Linked DNA regions of Danio rerio: region 1 is linked to region 2. Evidence: chromatin contacts called from public HiChIP or PLAC-seq data. All regions are on one chromosome and are shown on one strand. Each heading gives the region's core, a stretch centred on a gene start, on an enhancer-like site or on the middle of the called end of the contact. The rest is flanking DNA. Distances are from core to core; before and after follow the strand shown.

Region 1 (5,067 bases), core at 251-2,750, 73 kb before region 2:
CTGCTGGAAATATTCCTCAGAGATTTTGCTCCATGTTGTCATGATAGCATCACACAGTTGCTGCAGATTTGTCGGCTGCACATCCATGATGCCAATCTCCCGTTCCACCACATCTGCATCTGAATGTGTCAGCAGAAATGGAGACTCATCAGAGCAGCAACGTTTCTCCAATCTTCTATTGTCCAGTTTTGGTGAGTCTGTGTGAATTGTAGCCTCAGTTTCCTGTTCTTAGCTGACAGGAGCGGCACCCGGTGTGCTCTTCTGCTGCTGTAGCCCATCCGCCTCAAGGTTGGACGTGTTGTGTGTTCAGAGATGCTCTTCTGCAGATCTCGGTTGTAACGAGTGCTTATTTGAGTTACTGTCGCCTTTCTGTCAGCTGGAACCAGTCTGGCCATTCTCCTCTGACCTCTGGCCTCATCAACAAGGCATTTGCGCCCACAGAACTGCCGCTCACTGGATATTTCCTCTTTGTCGGAGCATTCTCTGTAAACCCTAGAGATGGTTGTGCGTGAAAATCCCAGTAGATCAGCAGTTTCTGAAATACTCAGAGCAGCCCGTCTGGCAGCAACAACCATGCCACGTTCAAAGTCTCTTAAATCCCCTTTCTTCCCCATTCTGATGCTCGCTCTGAACTGCAGCAGATCCTCTTGATCATGTCTACATGCATTGAGTTGCTGCCATGTGATTGGCTGATTAGAAATTTGCATTAAGGAGCAGTCGGACAGGTGTACCTAATAAAGTGGCTGGTGAGTGAATGATGGAATAGTTGGAGGTTCATTCCGCTGTGGCGACCCCTGATAAATAAGGGACTACGCCGAAGGAAAATGAATGAATCAATGAATGACCGTCTTACAAATAATTAGGCTGTTAATTCTGAGTTTACCTCAATAGGCTAAATTGTAATGTTTTCACGGGTTTCACTCAAAATTCTGATGTTGTTCTTGCATTTCTGAGTTTAAATCTGGCTAATCGAAATATCTTTCCCCTTAAATTCTGAATTTTAATATATAATATCTCAAATATTGTATTTTCCTTCTCAGATTAATGAGTTGAGCGCTGGAAATGCGCTATATTAAATACACAAATTATATCCAGCAATCATAGGTTTCTCTGTTTTTATTCTGTAGCTGAAATAAGCTTTAATAGTTTAGAAATAAACATTTTGCCCCACGCAGTGATCACTGAAAGTGCTTTACATAACCGATAATTAGTCATTAATGTAAAAACACTCCAAAAGAAGTGAATCAAATACACATGTACATTAAATAAACACATCTTAACCGTACACATCAGATCAGTTTAAGCTCTTTAATTAATAAATATGAATCTCATGAACTCTTGATTCAGTACAGCATCTGCTGAGGAACCACGTGTGTGAACTCTCGCGGAGTCTCGCGCCTCTCTGAAGTCTCGCGTTGCTCCGCGGCCTGTTTCCTGTTCCGGGGTCGGTCGTGTGCGCTGTGTGTGTGTTTATGTGGCCGTGTGTGTCAGTGTGTGTAAGTGTGTGTGATGATGATGATGGCGGAGCTGGTGCAGGGACAGGCCTCGGTGGCTCAACCCGGGATGAAGGCGGACGGATTCACGGACCCGTTTCACCGCGCGCGACAGGTACGCGCTCCCGCGAATGTGTGTGTGTGTAGGAGTGCGTGTATGAGTGTGTGTGTGTGTTTAATGAGTGCGCGTTTGGACTGAGTGTGTGTAGCCTGTTAGCTGCTACTGCTGCAGGAGCTTTAAAACTCCAGCACACACACTCACACACACACACACTCGCACAGATTAAGGCCACAACACAACAATCGTCAAACACGATGTTCACACGCACACACACACACGCCTGACAGCAACTTTACTCGCACAAAAAACTACAAAACACTAGCAGCACACTGAGACTACTTGTTGCTGACACACACACACTCTCACACACTCAAAACTTCTTTCGACTCACACTGACTGAACACACACACACACACACTCCACGCGTCGCGCAACAGTCGCGAAGTTTGCGTAGTGTGAAGTTTGTTCATGTACTGCACACACACACACATGATCATGTGCTCGCAGCGGTTTCTGGACTGAGGAAAGATCTTCAGCTGTCAGAGAGCGTGTGTGTGTGTGGCCTTATCACTTCCATACTCATTTAACAGTGCATGTGTGTGTGTGACATGAGCATTTCTTAGTGTTATAATCTGATTTTACCCTTGCATATATAATTTCATGACTTAAATCAGCTTTATAATCGTCAAACATGCTAATTTCTATATTTTAAACAGTGTGGCATGTTGTACATGTGCTCAGATTAGCACTTTTTATGCTTAAAACTCTTTAATAGTACTAGTATTACATGTATATCTACTAATAGCATTTTTAGTAGCTGTAATCTTACAATCATCCAAAATTGTACGTGTAATCCTATATCTAGTCATAAAATTAAGATTATAATGAATGAAAATGCTCGTTTTGATGTTTCTTACAGTGTATTATGCTGTATATATGCTCAGATGAGCTCTATATATGCTCAAAATTCTTAGTTTGTCCTTTAAAATGAGTATTATTGCATATACACCTACTTTATGTTCGTCTTTCAGTAATTGTAATATTATTTTTGTCTCAGATTCTACATGCAATACCATATCTAGTCAAAATTAAGGATATAGTTAATTAAAATGCTGATTTTGACATCGCAGTACAGTAAAACATGTTGTACATGTGCTCAGATTAGCAGTTTTATGCTTAAAACTCTTTAAAAGTACCAGTATTACATGTATATCTACTAATTATAGCATTTTTAGTAGTTGTAATCTTACAATCATCCAAAATTGTACGTGTAATCCTATATCTAGTCCTAAAATTAAGATTATAATGAATGAAAATGCTCGTTTTGATGTTTCTTACCGTGTATTATGCTGTATATATGCTCAGATGAGCTCTATATATGCTCAAAATTCTTAGTTTGTCCATTAAAATGAGTATTATTGCATATACACATACTTTATATTTGTCTTTCAGTAATTGTAATAATATTTTTATCTCCACATGCAATACCATATCTAGTCAAAATTAAGGATATAGTTAATTAAAATGCTGATTTTGACATCGCAGTACAGTAAAACATGTTGTCCATGTGCTCAGATTAGCACTTTTATGCTTAAAAATCTTTGAAAGTACCAGTATTACATGTATATCTACTAATAACAGCATTTTAGTAGCTGTAATCTTACAATCAAGCATAATTGTACGTGTAATCCTATATCTAGTCATAAAATTAAGATTATAATGAATGAAAATGCTCGTTTTGAGGTTTCTTACAGTGTATTATGCTGTATATATGCTCAGATGAGCTCTATATATGCTCAAAATCTTAGTTTGTCCATTAAAATGAATATTATTGCATATACACCTACTTTGTTCGTCATTCAGTAATTGTAATCATATTTTTATCTCCACATGCAATACCATATCTAGTCAAAATTAAGGATATAGTTAATTAAAATGCTGATTTTGACATCGCAGTACAGTAAAACATGTTGTCCATGTGCTCAGATTAGCACTTTTATGCTTAAAAATCTTAGTTTGTTCATTAAATTTACCAGTGTTGCATGTAGATCTACTTATAATAGTATTTTTAGTAGCTGTAATCCTACTATCATCAGAAGTTCTATGTGGAGAACTACATGTACGCAAGATCAAGGTTATAATTAATTAATGTTCATTTTGGAGGTTCATACAGTAGAGCATGTTGTACATGTGCACAGATCAGCTCTTTTTATGCTCAAGTCTTAGTTTGTCCATATTATTTCATATGTACCTACTTTATAGTCACTTTTCAGTAATTGTAATCTTATTTTTATCATAAATTCTACATGCAATACTAAATCTAGTCAAAATAAATGTTTTAATTAATGCTGATTTTCACATTGCAGTAGAACATGTACATGTGCTCAGATTAGCACTTTTTATGCTTAAAATCTTTAAAAGTACCAGTATTACATGTATATTTACTAATTATAGCATTTTTAGTAGCTGTAATCTTACAATCATCAATACTATACATTACAATACTATATCTAGTCATAAAATTAAGGTATTAATGAAGGAAAATGCTCATTCTGACATTGCAGTGCAGTAGAGCATGTTGAATATGAGCTCAGATGAGCACTTTTTATGCTCGAAGGTCTAATGCTGCGTTCACACCAGACGCGGAACGTGCGGATAAATTGCGCTATTCGCGCGTAAATAGCCGTGTGAACATATGAGGTTACTCGCTTCATTCGCGCGTCAAACCCCGCTTCATTCGCGTGTAGGGTTGTAACAATATACCGGTATGACAGTTTACCACGATTTGAACGTGCACGATTATCATACCATGAACAATTGCATATCAACGGTTTTAACCCTTAAAGACCGAGACAGCCGCCCGCGGCTAAAAATAAGTATTGCTCTTAAAAGTTTAATAACTTTTTTTTTTTGCATTGCAGACAACCATATCCAAATCCATATCCATAGACAACCATATCCATGCTGGCACATAAAACCTAAGGATGTTCCATATTGAATCTAGTTTCGTTATGTAACTATTTATAGTATAGTAAATATTTATATCTATTTTTTTACTGAGGATTTGCACCATGTTTATTTGGACTTTATTTGGACTTTGACACATTATTTATTATTTTCTTATTTTTTATTTGTTCATTGTAAGTGGTGTTGTTTATAGTAACTAAAAATATAATATTTGGAAAAAGTCAAATTTGCTTCACTGTTCTATTATTTTGTAACATTTGTAACATACCGTATACCGCGAAACCGTCAAACCGTGGTATTGTTTTAGACGATTATCATATCGTAAAAAATTCATACCGTTACAACCCTATTCGCGTGTCAGTTTCACTTCAGAACAGACGTGGATTCGCGTGATGGGCAGGGCTTCTGTCTGCCCGGTGACTCTAGCTTCGTAGCTAAATGGCTAACATGGATTTTATTGATAAAATTTCTGTTTATGTGCTTTATGAAGACTAGAAAAGCGTCAATACGTATAGGGTTGTGTCTGAGTCCACTACATCATTTCAG
Region 2 (5,087 bases), core at 2,489-4,988:
GGAGTTGACGATAATGGAAATGACTATAACAGAGTTGTGGAGTTGACAATAATGGAAATGACTATAACAGAGTTGTGGAGTTGACGATAATGGAAATGACTATAACAGAGTTGTGGAGTTGACGATAATGGAAATGACTATAACAGAGTTGTGGAGTTGACGATAATGGAAATGACTATAACAGAGTTGTGGAGTTGACGATAATGGAAATGACTATAACAGAGTTGTTGAGTTGACGATAATGGAAATGACTATAACAGAGTTGTGGAGTTGACAATAATGGAAATGACTATAACAGAGTTGTGGAGTTGACGATAATGGAAATGATTATAACAGTAGTAGAGTTGACGTTAAGGGAAATGACTATAACATTTGTGTAGTTGACGATAATGGAAATGACAATAACAGAGTTGTGGAGTTGACTTTAATAGAAATGACTATAACAGAGTTGTTGAGTTGACAATAATGGAAATGACTATAACAGAGTTGTTGAGTTGACAATAATGGAAATGACTATAACAGAGTTGTGGAGTTGACAATAATGGAAATGACTATAACAGAGTTGTTGAGTTGACAATAATGGAAATGACTATAACAGAGTTGTTGAGTTGACAATAATGGAAATGACTATAACAGAGTTGTTGAGTTGACAATAATGGAAATGACTATAACAGAGTTGTTGAGTTGACAATAATGGAAATGACTATAACAGAGTTGTGGAGTTGACGATAATGGAAATGACTATAACAGAGTTGTGGAGTTGACGATAATGGAAATGACTAAAACAGAGTTGTGGACTTGACGATAATGGAAATGACTATAACAGAGTTGTGGAGTTGACGATAATGGAAATGACTAACCGAGTTGTGGAGTTGACGTTGATGGAAATTACTATAACAGAGTTTGTTGAGTTGACGATAATGGAAATGATTATAACAGTAGTAGAGTTGACGTTAAGGGAAATGACTATAACATTTGTGTAGTTGACGATAATGGAAATGACAATAACAGAGTTGTGGAGTTGACGATAATGGAAATGACTATAACAGAGTTGTGGAGTTGACAATAATGGAAATGACTAAAACAGAGTTTGTTGAGTTGACGATAATGGAAATGACTATAACAGAGTTGCGGAGTTGACGATAATGGAAATGACTATAACAGTTGTGCAGTTGACGTTGATGGAAATGACTATAACAGAGTTGTGGAGTTGACGATAATGGAAATGACTATAACAGAGTTGCGGAGTTGACGATAATGGAAATGACTATAACAGTTGTGCAGTTGACGTTGATGGAAATGACTATAACAGAGTTGTGGAGTTGACGATAATGGAAATGACTATAACAGAGTTGCGGAGGTAATGATAACAGTTGATAATAGAGTTGGGGAGTTGACAATAACAGCTGATTACAGAGTTGCGGACTTTACGATAACAGTTGATAACAGAGTTGACAGTAATGTAGTTTAAGATAATCAAGTTGCAGAGGTAATGATAATAGTTGATGATATATAGATAGATAGATATAGATATACATATTTAAAATTGTAATGGACAGTTTGAGTTACAGTAATATGTGCATCGCCTGAAGGTGGACAGTTGTTTTCTGCTTGTCTTGTAGATTTCAGAGTTGATCAAGACTGAAGCCTTTAGTTTTCCATTACAGATGATCTTAAACTCTGACCTGCAGTCAGTCTAATGCATCCGCTTTTCCGTGTGTGTGTGTGTGTGTGTGTGTGTGTGTGTGTGTGTGTTCAGTGGTGGTTTGTGGGAGGATTCATTGAGCTAAATGGATTTTTAAACACTGATGATTTTCTTTCTGCCCTCAGGCCTGTGTGTGTGTGTGGTTTCTCCTTCTCTCTCTCACACACACAGAGAGAGAGAGAGAGACGGACACTGTTGCATGTTTGTGTTTGTCAGTGGTTTTCCTTTGTGGCTTTTGCAGGTGTATTTTCCATGTAGCACACATTAGCTACAGAGAACTCCTGAACTGAGCTGTTTGTAAGTCGTGGGGGATAAACAGCAGTTTCAGTAATCTGATTTTTAATTCTCATCTGATTTACAGTTGTAGTGTTTGCGTGGCGATGATGTTCAGTAAGCATGTAGTGTTTTCAGCATTAGTTCTTTTCATTTCAGCAAGTTCAAGTTCAGCAAAGCAAACACTGAATGCACACTTCACCTTACAACTTTAACAGTTCTGTGGTGTTTCATTTTGATGAGTAAATTGTTGATCAGGCGGCACGGTGGCTCAGAGTCCTCACAGCAAGAAGGTCGCTGGTTTGAGTCTCGGCTGGGTCAGTTGGTGTTTCTGTGTGGAGTTTGCATGTTCTCCCCGTGTTGGTGTGGGTTTCCTCTGGGTGCTCCGGTTTCCCCCACAGTCCAAACACATGCGCTATAGGGGAACTGATCAACTAAACTGGCCGTAGTGTATGAGTGTGAATGCGTGTTTCCCAGTACTGGGTTGCAGCTCAAAGGGCATCCGCTGTATAAAACATATGCTGGAGTAGTTGGCGGTTCATTACGCTGTTGCAACCCCTGATAAAGGACAAAGCTGAAGGAGAATGAATGAATGGATTTGTTGATAAAGGTAAATTGCTGCATGAGATGTGAATCAGCTGATGAATGAATGAATCCATGAACGAATGAACAATTATCGGCTGAATGATCGAATGTGTGACTGAACAGCTGGATGAATCAGTGATTGAACAAAAGAATGAAGGAATGAAATAAATGAGTGCTGAATGACTGAGTGAGTGAACGCTTGAGTGATTATCTGTGCGTGTGTGTGTGTGCGTGTGTGTGTGTGTGTGTGTGTGTGTGTGTGTGTGTGTGTGCGTGTGTGTGTGTGTGTGTGTGTGTGTGTATTTCCGCATGATGTGCTAATCTCCTGAATTAGTAAACTTGCTCTGGTTAATGAGATTTCTGAAGAGGAGAAAGTGTGTGAAGTATAGAATAATGATCTGTCACGAGAGAGACTGTGTGTGTGTGTGTGTGTGTGTGTGTGTGTGTGTGTGTGTGTGTGTGTGTGTGTGTGTGTGTGTGTGTGTGTGTGTGTGTGTGTGTGTGTGAGAGCGCTTGAACAGCTGGTTAAATGTGTGTAATTGTAGGCTGTGATGTGTTAATAGTCTCTAATACAGGTGCTGAGCTGATCCACTGCTGTCAGATTAACACACACACACACACACACTCTCTCTCCCTCTCCCTCCTTACAAAGACCTGCAGCCGATTTGCGTCTTTAAAGGGGCGGCGGGGATTTGTGTGTTTGTGTGCAAGAGAGCAGAGATACGGTGTGTATCCAGAGTTGGTGTTATATAATTATTAATTACTAATAAAAGGGAAAGTGTGTGTGTGTGTGTGTGTTAAGAGAGATGCAAAGAGAAAAAGTGTGTGTGAGAGAGAGAGAAAGTGTGTGAAAGAGAGAAATAGTGTGTGTGTGTGTGTTAAGAGTGATGAAAATGGAGAAGTGTTAGTGTGTGTGTGTGTGTGAGAGAGAGTGAGAGAGAGAGTGTGTGAAAGAGAAATTGTGTGTGTGTGTGTGTGTGTGTGTGTGTGTGTGTGTGAGAGAGAGAGAGAGAGAGAGAGAGAGAGAGAGAGAGAGAGAGAGAAATATAGGGAAAGTGTGTGAAAGAGAAATTGTGTGTCTGTGTGTGTGTGTGTGTGTGTGTGTGTGTGTCAGTCATTAATAAGTGATGGGGGCCGCTGGGCTCCTATAAGAGGCTCATGTCCTCCGCTCGGTGAGAGAGTGTGTGTGTGAGTGTGCAGTGATGGGCTCAGTCCTGCCCGCCGATCCGTCAGTGCCGGTGCCGCCGGCGCTGCTGCTGAAGTCCCGGTTCCGCGGCCCGGTGTGTGACGTCATCATCAGCTCGGAGATCCTGCACAGCTTCCTGTACGGGCGCTGGAGGAGCGCGCAGCCGGAGGAGCAGAGCCCGCGGACGGCCTTCACCGCCGAGGCGCTGGCGCAGTCCTTCAGCGGAGGTACAGCTCTGATCCACTCTGTTACAGATGAACAGCAGAATCTCTCTCTCCACATTAGGTTCAGAAGCTGCTCGACTTGCATGATGAGTGTTGTACATGTGTTGCCAAAGCTTTATACAGTTTACATCAACATCTGAGTGGAGTCACGCTTTTCTAAATTACTCTAAAGCAGGAATTGCTGCTGTTGAATAGTTTTAGGGCTACTTGGATGAAAGCTGAAAGTTTTCTTAAGATCAAAACAAAAATAATAAATATAACAATAACCAGAATAACCTCCCACTACTGGGTTGCGGCTTGAAGCGCATCCGCTGCGTAAAGCAAATGCCGGAGTTGTTGATGACCCTAAATCAGAGACTGAGCTGAAGGAAAGTGAATGAATGAACTCTACATATAACAATCAACATTTTAGGATAAACAGACAGTAATAATTAATGTTCTGTATATTAACTATGGTTCATCTAGACACGCGTGAGGTGTGTGTGTCTCTCTCTCTTTCTGTGACAGGCTTTAATAGCAGGATAGGATCAGTTTCCCCCTAGTCATGACTGAAGTCGTTTAATTTTGTAGTACTATTGTTTAATTTTGTCAAGTGAGTGTAAATGCTGTGGGGTTTGGGGTGGACTCTTTCTCTCTCTCCTTTTTCTTTGTGATGCAGGGAAACACTTTTTCCCTTCATTTGCACAATGTGAAAGGTTTAAAGTTTTGTTTCTGATGATTATACTTTTAGCTGTGCAGATTTGCAGGTTATTTTTTTAAACAGATGACAGTGTTATTAGAGAAGCAGGGCAGCTACAGTATTTCACAATCAACATTTCAGGATAAAACAAACAGTTAAACAATCATCATTTGAGGATTCATTTATAATGATTTAGCGGTGTTCATCTATCCAAGCTGTTGCGTTTAATCCAGTAAATTCTTCCATGCTTATTTTTGTTATTAATTACTTATTAATTACTTAAATACTAATTTAATTAATTAGCTGTTAAAACGTGGATTATCTTCCTCCTTTTGACTTTATTTCTTCATGTCCTTTAACCTTTTTTTCTTTTCCGCTTGTCTGAATAAGGTGTCGATTTAATAAGTTTGTTGTTGTTTTAAATGATGTCTTATG

Evidence for each region. HiChIP or PLAC-seq counts read pairs in DNA pulled down with a chosen protein or histone mark.
Region 1: an H3K4me3 HiChIP or PLAC-seq map of gastrula embryo shows a contact between it and region 2, with 2.6 times the contacts expected there. The contact joins the promoter of fubp3 here to the promoter of prdm12a in region 2. A contact is called at or near these places in 2 of 4 datasets of contacts at active chromatin or transcription factors (embryo and gastrula embryo).

The regions. Positions count from the first base shown.
Region 1 is chr5:1,457,204-1,462,270 of GRCz12tu, reverse strand. fubp3 (far upstream element (FUSE) binding protein 3) reads left to right here and starts at 1,500. Exons shown (of 19, transcript NM_001007776.1): 1 at 1,500-1,608. The coding sequence starts at 1,510.
Region 2 is chr5:1,386,387-1,391,473 of GRCz12tu, reverse strand. prdm12a (PR domain containing 12a) reads left to right here and starts at 3,738. Exons shown (of 5, transcript XM_073951804.1): 1 at 3,738-3,976. The coding sequence starts at 3,766.